Regions from separate parts of the Zea mays genome. Here all the other regions are linked to region 1. The links are chromatin contacts, called in public Hi-C maps. All regions are on one chromosome and are shown on one strand. Each heading gives the region's core, a stretch centred on a gene start, on an enhancer-like site or on the middle of the called end of the contact. The rest is flanking DNA. Distances are from core to core; before and after follow the strand shown.

Region 1 (2,850 bases), core at 220-2,719:
AACGTATAACTGTGTTCTGCATATCGTATGACTCTCATGAGCCATTTATTTGATGTTTGTTTCTAATTCTCAGGATGATGAAGAATCTCTGTTGCAAGGAGAACGCGAAGCTGAAATGATGATTGTGGAGGCCTATGCAGCTCTTGTGCTCGCCTTTCTTTCAACGGAAAGGTTCATAGTGCCTTATTTCATAATCTTTTCTTAATTAGTTATAATTTTAATGTGAGCCCCACCCCACTGCCGTCAGCTTATGAACTGATGTTTGCTGCCACAGTATGAAGGTTCGAGGAGCCATTTCTAGTTGCCTTCCGGACAACAACTTGAAAGTTCTTGTACCAGTGCTAGAGAAATTTGTGGTATGTTTCCATAATTTCTGAATGTACTGTCTCAAGCAACGTTCGAGAGAGATACATGAACTACCATTTTTCTGGGAGCCAGTAATTTGTCATGTCCATAGATGCTAATCCCTATTCTTTATGTACGTTGTATATATTTGTTCGTTTTCTGGCATGTTTACTACGTCTACATAGTATGCGACTGCTCTAGATTAAAAAATGTCTTGGTTGTTTTCCCGATCTTCCTTCCCGCGACAACCTTATAGCTAGTTTTGCTCGTAATTTACCTGACCATCTTGGTCTCCTGCAGTCATTTCATCTGCAGCTCAACATGATGACAAGGGAAACGCATTCAGCTGTGACTGAAGTCATCGAAAGATGTCGGCTATCATAGAAGTGGGAAGAGGCGCCCTGTACAGATTAGCTGACCTCTTTGCAGCCGAAGCACACACAGGTGTTGCTCATCACCTGGCCAGGGCGCAACAAATGGATGCCAGAGGCTGGCCTGCAGTGGGCTTTGGGAGCTAACAGTGATTTTATTCTTTCTTTTGTCCCTAGTTTCTTGTTCTCCGCATCCCCCGAAATCACATGTTTCATTGTCGTAGGAATAGTCCGTATTATGAATGTACAATAACAACATAGGCCGTAGGGGGAATGTAGTTGTGCTGTTTCAGTTCCTGGGCTGTCTGCCTTTCAGGTTGTATGCTCGTGTCACATGGAATCAGTGACCGCATGCCTAAATCTGAGTTAAGATTGTATATCACATAATAGCCGTGCAATTCAACTATGTAGCCCTATGTACAGAGGCGCCATATATTGAAGCATCTTCTGGTTGCAAAAAACATGAATGTTGTATAAATAGTGTAACTGAAGGTATACAAATCTTCCAGGCAGTTCCTTGGTGCTATATAATGCACGGCTTAGTGGCGTAGCTAGGATTTTTCTCATGAGGTATGTCGTAAGAATTTTTTCATAAAAAAATAGTATAATTCATAATAATTTGGTGTATAATTCAGCACATAAAAATAAGAATAGTACATGAAATTATAGATTTAGCATTTAAGTTCATAAATACGTACATATCAGTTTTTTTCTTGGGCCTTGGTCGACTGGTGGGTCGTAAGGTATGCCACGGCCCACCTCACATCACACTAAAAGATATCGCTTCAGGATGTCTTCAACTATTCACCCTATCTAGCTTTTTCTATACATTATAATTTAGTTACTTGATATTTTTTTTATCAGTTTTGAAGTTTGAGAAATCATAGACTATTCGTACTATTATAATATACATTGTTATTAGGTTATGGTACTTAAAAACATTAATATCACAAAGAAATAGAATAATTAAAGAGTAGAGGGAGATTAGAGGTTTCCATATTTACGGGGGAGCAGACTCTCCATCACATCGGGTGAGGCTTGGGGTGTTGTTGGAGCCATTTCTCACCTAAAGGATAATGAAGATGGGGTGGGGCGTTTCTACGGTGGAGGCTTAAATATGGCTTAAGATTGTCTCTAACAACAACTGTAGTGTTTTGTTTGATAAATGTAGTGGATGGAGAACTACTCTACGCCTCAAGCAGCACGCGCTAAAGCCTCCTCTATCTTAGTGGACGACACTGACGTCCCCTGAATGTGGCGGATGTTCTCCATCCGCTAAAGCCGAGTCTGCTACTCGCTCCCGCGCTCGCATAGGAATACATCGATGGAGGAGCGGGCGATGATGCCGACTGGTTTCATGTTCCTGCATGTGAGATCTATGAAGCTATTTGATTGGAATGGGATGGATTGGATTCGTTCCGGGTACAATTGATTCCGCCGACGTTTCTAAATTTCTTCAATTTTTCTTTGATATAGGTTGAGCTATTCTGCTCATTTTTTTATTTCTTCAAAATTTTCCTCTGTAGTGTTTTGGATCCAGTTTTTTGGTTGTTCACTTTCCAAATGAGTGGAGGGGGGGGGGGGGGTTGCGTTTAACACCTGGTAAGGGAGATAAAGAGAAAAAAGCAGTTTATTTTATAACCATGAAAACATCTAGTTCTCTAGTTTGGTTTTGGTGATTAAAGATAATGTTAGGTTGTTGTAAATTAATGTGTGTTTTGAGGAGACAATGAAAGTCAGGTCATGATAGTTGTGATTTGTTGAGTGTTGGGCATATATGGATTTTGTGTCTCCATTGATGATATTTTTTTGTTTTCAAAGGATGAGCTAGAGGATTAAAAATCGGTTAGTTCTAAGGCCCCTTTTAGTAGGGCTTATAGAAGGCGGCTAGTTCTAAGGCCCTTTTAGTAGGGCTTCTCGGAGGTGGCTTTGCTCTGACTTCATTATTATTTACAGAAATCATACTAAGATTGTTTTTTAAAATAATATTGCCTTAAAGCACTTCTTTCATTTTTGTTACAATGATAAAAACAAAAATAATGGCTCCGCTAGCTTTGGCTTGCGTATATTTTGTAAAGAGCCCTCCCACCATTTGTATATGTTCTCCACACGAATCTTGCTTCTGTTTCAATGT
Region 2 (2,850 bases), core at 237-2,736, 160 kb after region 1:
TAATAGGCCAAAGCAAAAGGACCGCACCACCACCCTATTTTGAAAACGTTTTGATCTTCCAAATTGGTACCTTTCATTTGTGAAAACTCTCTGGATAGCTAAGAGGAGCAAAACTTATTTATGCTAAAGGGGAAAGTTTATTCATGGGAGCTAAGAGAAGCAAAACTTGTCTATGCCAAAGGGGAAAGTTTATTCAGGGGAGCTTTCATTTGGCGAAAGGAAAATCATTTGAAAAAAGGAGAGAATCTTTCAAATATTAGATATGATTTTGAAATTTTGATTCTCATAGATTAGGCCAATTGCAAATGAATTTGAAAAGATTTTATCAGAAGAATTGCAAAATCAAGCTAAGTGGGGCAAATGTGGTCTAAAATTTTAACTATGTCAAAAACATACATATGTTCTTAGAACTTCTTTCATTTCAGTAACTTATACACTCTTATCAAAATTGCAAACTAGTTACATTTCTACACTTCATATTTATTTTGATTTGTGTTGGCATCAATCACCAAAAAGAGAGATTGAAAGAGAAATGGCCCTCAACCATACTCTCTAATTGATTTAAACAGACTTTGAGACAAATTAAAAAACAAACATTATAGATATTTTCTATTAAACCATTCTAAAACTTATTATCAATTAATCGTTTTAAAATTATATGGTAGACCACATATAAGACAATGGAATGGAGGGAGTAGTTTTATGAGCAGTAAAAATTAACTAGCCTTTTTATGTACATAGGCCTCCAACCAAATGGGTGCCGACTTGCTTGGTCCGATAAAAACACTTTTCTGGCAAATCTCCAACCAGACCAACCAAATGGTGGTGTTTAGTTCCGTCTGACTAACTGAGTGTTTGATTTTCCTAAGTAAAGTTTAGTTCACGTCACATTAAATATTTAAATATTAATTACGTATATTAAATATATTCTAATTATAAACTAATTATAGACGACGACTAAATAACAAGACAAATTTATTAAGCCTAACTAATCTATAATTAGCAAATGTTTATTGTAGCATCACATGAATGAATCATAAACTAATCATGTTAATAGACTCGACTTACCGTTTAGTTCTTATACGTGGAATTAGTTTGTAATTAGACTATATTTAATATTTCTAACTAGTATTTAATCACCTGATGTGATGAGGCTGAATTTTAGCATTGAATCAAACAGGTCTTAAATTTTAGTCTCTGTCACATCATATGTTTAAATAATAATTATATGTATTAAATATAATCTAATTATAAAACTAATTATAAAGATGAAGACTAAAAAATAGAGAAACTTATTAAACCTAATTAAGATTATATTTAATATTTATAATTAATATTCAAATATTTAAAAGGATGACAACTAAACTTCGAAAAACCAAACACCCCACTAAAAATGTCATTGGGCTGTTCAAAAAAAAAAAACTGTCACTAGGCACTAGCCACCCGACCTGCCTGTAGGCTGTAGCTGTCTCCTATATGCTGCGACCCTAGCCTGCCTTGTCTTCTTCATCAATCATCACCGCAAGCGTGCGCGCAACCCAGCTCCCACCGACGACTGCACCGGCCGTCGCTGCCGCGCTACTTCGGCCCCTTTTCCGGCGACGAGCACCACCAGGTAAGCCCTCCCCTTGGTCTCCCCTTCCTGCTGTGCGAAGCCGTGCGCCGAAACCCTAACTTACTACGCCCTCCCCTTCTCCCTTCCTGCTGTGCGAAGCCGTGCCCCCAAACCCTAACATAGTATTCGGATCTGAATCTTGTATATGCATGGATTGTGCCTACTAACTTCGATTGCTTTGCAAAAATTATCGGGCTGTTACACCCATGTTCTTTACTGGGCCCGCCCCTGGGTGCTGTTGGGGGTGCGGCGGCCCGCGGGCGCAGGTGCGGCTGATTCCAGCCTTTTTGTTTGATTTCTTCCTCAATAGATTAGCAACAAAAAACATGGATTAGCAACTTTGACATGGACGGTTCAGTTAGCGACCAAAATCAGAGCTGTTCTTTCTAGGGTTTTCCGAGGCTAGGCACGTCTGCTGCCTCCACGCTGCTGGTAGCTCTGCTTGCTTGCTCCATGTCTAGGGTTTGATCCTGCACGGTCCGTGAGGTAACTAGAAGGCACCTAGAAGGCTTTGCCGGTGTCACACACGGCGGTAGAGCACGGTGGCGCAGCCTCAAGCAGAGAAGGGAGGAAGAAGAGATAAGGAGTAATTTGTTTGTTCATGTTTGATAGGCAACACACATACATACATATATAGGTTCAGTACATAGGCCAAATCTAACATGAAATAGTACACAGGCCCAAAAAATCGACCTACTAACTCTTCATATTACCATCATATGGCTAAGGTCATGACAGGTCCATGCAGAGTAGGAAGGCACCTTTTCGTCACTCGAACCTGTTGCTTGACCTGCAAGTGTCGGGCGGTGCACCTGTGCCCTTGTTGCCGCGATGCAGATTATGTGGGTTTTGAGTTGGACAGCTGATGGAGTGCAAATCTCTGGCCTGCCAGGTAGTCCTCCTGGTTGTTGGTTCCTGCATCTATTTCTGATTGCGGGTAGGGTATACCTGAAGAAATGAACCTTAGTCGTGTCCTGACGACGATATGGTAGCCTTGTGGAATTGCCTCTGTGCTTGCGCTTGAAACACGGCCTCCGTGCTTACTTACCTCGCTTAAGGCCTTAACGTTGGTGCATTCTTGCACAGCCCGCACATGTCAAGCACCACACTTCCATGATGGTATTTCGTTTTTCTGCTGAACTCAACCACCCCAAAAATTTCCCAATCGCGCTAGCCTCAACCCTTTTTGCATTGCCACTGTGAGCAAGACTCACCCAACTACTGTTTCTGCCACA
Region 3 (2,850 bases), core at 98-2,597, 160 kb before region 1:
GCCCGCATGTCGGAGCTCAGCATCCTTGTATGTACCTCCCTTAAACTATAAAAGGGAGGGGACACAGCGTTACAAGGGACACACTCAATACAACTTACAGACAGTGGATGTAGGGTATTACGCTCCAGCGGCCTGAACCACTATAAACCCTCGAGTGTTCTTGTGTTTATCCGAAATTCACCAAACAGACAAGCGCTTAGGCCCCCTCCTCATCTTAGGATTAAGGCGGGTGCATTCTGTCACCCGGTCGGAAGATTTTCCCACTGACACCCCCTTAACCCATTAGGTCTTGTTCGGTTAATCCCGTTACCCATGAATTTGATGAGATTGAAAAAATTAAGAATGAGTTTGACTTCTTGAAATTTAAACTCATCCAATCCACATGGATTGAGAGCTAACCGAACAAGACCTTAGTTGGCCGACTGATGGGCTGAGCACCCGAGAGGCCGAGACTAAGAAAGTGAGAACCGAAGAAGTTCATATGCTTTGCTGAGTACTGAGCTAACTTGGCCAGTTTGATGTGTCTGCTAGGAGTTGGCCAGCTCCCAGTCCCAGCCTCCCAGGTGGCACCGTGACAGGCCACACCGTCACTAGAGATGTCCAAATGGGCCGCCCGGCCCGGTCCGTCCCGGGCCCGGTGAAGCCCGGCCCGTTTTGGGCCCGGCCCGCCAGGCACGATTAGAAAACCGGGCCGGGCCGTCTAGGCACGCGGTCTTAATTTCTTGTCCGAGCCCGGCCCGCAGCGGGCCTAAACGGGCCGGACGGCCCGTTTAGCACGAAAAAAGCGGGCCGAAAAGCGGGCTATGCGGGCCGGTAAGCACGTTTTAGTATAAAAAAGCGGGCTTAACGGGCTTGGAGCTAAACGGGCCGTGCCGGGCTAGCCCGCCGTGCCTAGTTTCTTGTCCGAGCCCGGCCCGCTTATTCGTGTCGGGCCGGCCCGGACCCGCATAGAACCGGGCCCAAACAACGGGCTTCGTGCCGGGCTCGCGGGCCTCGTGCTTATTGGACATCTATAACCGTCACAGCCACAGGACACAGATCGCCCCTTGTTTTTAAATCTCGGTTTTTTCGGTTAAACCGAAAACTGAACCGAATTGTGTGGCTAACTGAATGACCGGTTTTCTCTTCTCTATTGAGAATTTTGGTTTACATTATTCAAAACCGAACTATAAAAAAAACCAAAAAAATTTCGATTAACCGAGCCCAGTCCTAGCTGCGACCATATCAGTCAACGGCTCAACGCGCACAAGCTCTTGCTTCGCATTTGTCCCCGAGCCAAGAAGCCAAACTGCGAAAGCATCCGCGAGAACACGCGCTCCGCACGTCTGAAATCCAAGACCATCACCAACCCAAAGTCTTGCGCCTTGCCCGGTCCCCGCCTTTTCGGAGATCGCACCCAATGGCCGGCTCAACCAAGGTGCTGGCCGCCATCCTGCTCGTCGACCTCGTCGCCTTCGGCCTCGCCATCGGCGCGGTGCAGAGCCGCCCCTCGGTACATTCCTACTGCCGCCGTCTTTCTTCCCTGCCTGCTTTTTCTTTCTCCCGTTCTCTGACGCGGGCGCCGCCACCACTCTTCTCCCTGTTTGCCGTCCCGGTTCCACAGGCGAGGCTGGAGACGGACGAGAGGCAGGAGTGGACCTACTGCGTGTACCGCACGGACGCCGCCACGGCGCTGGGCGGCGCCGCGCTCGCGCTGGTGTTCGTGGGACAGGCGGTGGCCGCCGCCGCCAGTCGCTGCTTCTGCTGCGGGTCCGTGCTGCGGCCCGGCGGCGCCAGGGCCTGCGCGCTCGTCCTCTTCATCTCCTCCTGGTACCACTAATTCTTCCTCGCCGATCCCAATATTCTCCTGTCCTCCCGACCTCCCCCAAACTCTTCCCTTTCTCAGCTCGCCAGTCGCCACCTTGACTTCCCGCGTCAGGCTGACGCGCGGGCCCCACCGCCGGAGGCATCTCGATCCATATTGCGTTCTCATTTTTTTAGCAGAGTCGTGAGAGTTTAGCGATTGGAATGGAATCTTAGCTGTCCATGTTGGGCTACCATAAAGTCAAGAGCTGTTTGTGTAGGAAAGCGTGTTGGATCAATGGCTGCCCAATGTCGCCCATCATAATTATTTGTTCAAGCTGAAATGGTTGTTCCATGCGCGGTGTAGCAGTAGCATTTGGGAACATATGCTGACAATCCTAGCGGCTTTCTTAACATAATATTAGAAAAAAACAGTTGGTTGTCCTTTTTTTTTCCCTCTCTCGTTAAAGCTGCTAAGATAGTAAGGTATTCAGCCATTTTGTTCAAGTTCAAGAGCACCAGAGTTCACTGGATTTTGGAGGTGGTCCATGTGTTCTTTCATGGTTTCATCACATTTACTAGCCACCAAGGTTAACAAACGAATTCTGTAGACAAAAGACAACTCTAGGTAAAAATGTTTTCTGGTAGCTGCCAGGATATCTGCTCGTTAACATTTGTATTTTACATGTTGCTTTGTGGATTTGCACATGGTTTTGGAGACATAATTATTGGAATGGTAGTGTGGTGTCGGCTCCAGTGGAATCCAAAGTGTGCTGCCTGCTCAATTATAAATTAAAATGCTTAAATTGTTTAGTAGCAGCTTTAACTCTTAGCACTTTTTTAATCTAGGTCTGATTGGACAGAATTGGTCAGAACAGAGAAGAGGTCATAGCTTATGTCATTGGCAATAAAGAAGACCATCAAACTTGGTTGCCGTCTTCTAAATTTACTGGTGTTGAAAAAAAGTGACCTGGTCAATGTAATGTTTTTAACGACATACTGGGTCAATGAAGACTTGAGTAGGTATTCGCTCAGAAAACTGCATGTTCTGACACAGGTCGAGAAAAC

What was found. A called contact is a pair of places that touch in the nucleus more often than the background predicts.
Region 2: a Hi-C map of ear shows a contact between it and region 1, with 2.3 times the contacts expected there. The contact joins the promoter of LOC100282775 here to the enhancer-like site in region 1. A contact is called at or near these places in 3 of 25 Hi-C or Micro-C datasets (ear, endosperm and tassel).
Region 3: a Hi-C map of tassel shows a contact between it and region 1, with 2.0 times the contacts expected there. The contact joins the promoter of LOC100284779 here to the enhancer-like site in region 1. A contact is called at or near these places in 2 of 25 Hi-C or Micro-C datasets (bundle sheath and tassel).

The regions. Positions count from the first base shown.
Region 1 is chr1:232,940,455-232,943,304 of Zm-B73-REFERENCE-NAM-5.0, reverse strand. It overlaps LOC103643407, which reads left to right. Exons shown (of 13, transcript XM_008666580.4): 11 at 74-171; 12 at 275-356; 13 at 646-1,179. The coding sequence ends at 729. Among protein-coding and RNA genes, the nearest start is that of LOC103643407, 16 kb to the left of the region's middle. Within about 2 kb of position 1,469, at least 9 of the 20 cell types and tissues checked have an H3K27ac peak or open chromatin away from gene starts, as enhancers often do. A contact at or near this core is called in ear and tassel, where this site is marked.
Region 2 is chr1:232,775,511-232,778,360 of Zm-B73-REFERENCE-NAM-5.0, reverse strand. It overlaps LOC100282775, which reads left to right and starts at 1,486. Exons shown (of 2, transcript NM_001155681.2): 1 at 1,486-1,615.
Region 3 is chr1:233,101,306-233,104,155 of Zm-B73-REFERENCE-NAM-5.0, reverse strand. It overlaps LOC100284779, which reads left to right and starts at 1,347. Exons shown (of 3, transcript NM_001157674.2): 1 at 1,347-1,492; 2 at 1,604-1,809. The coding sequence starts at 1,400.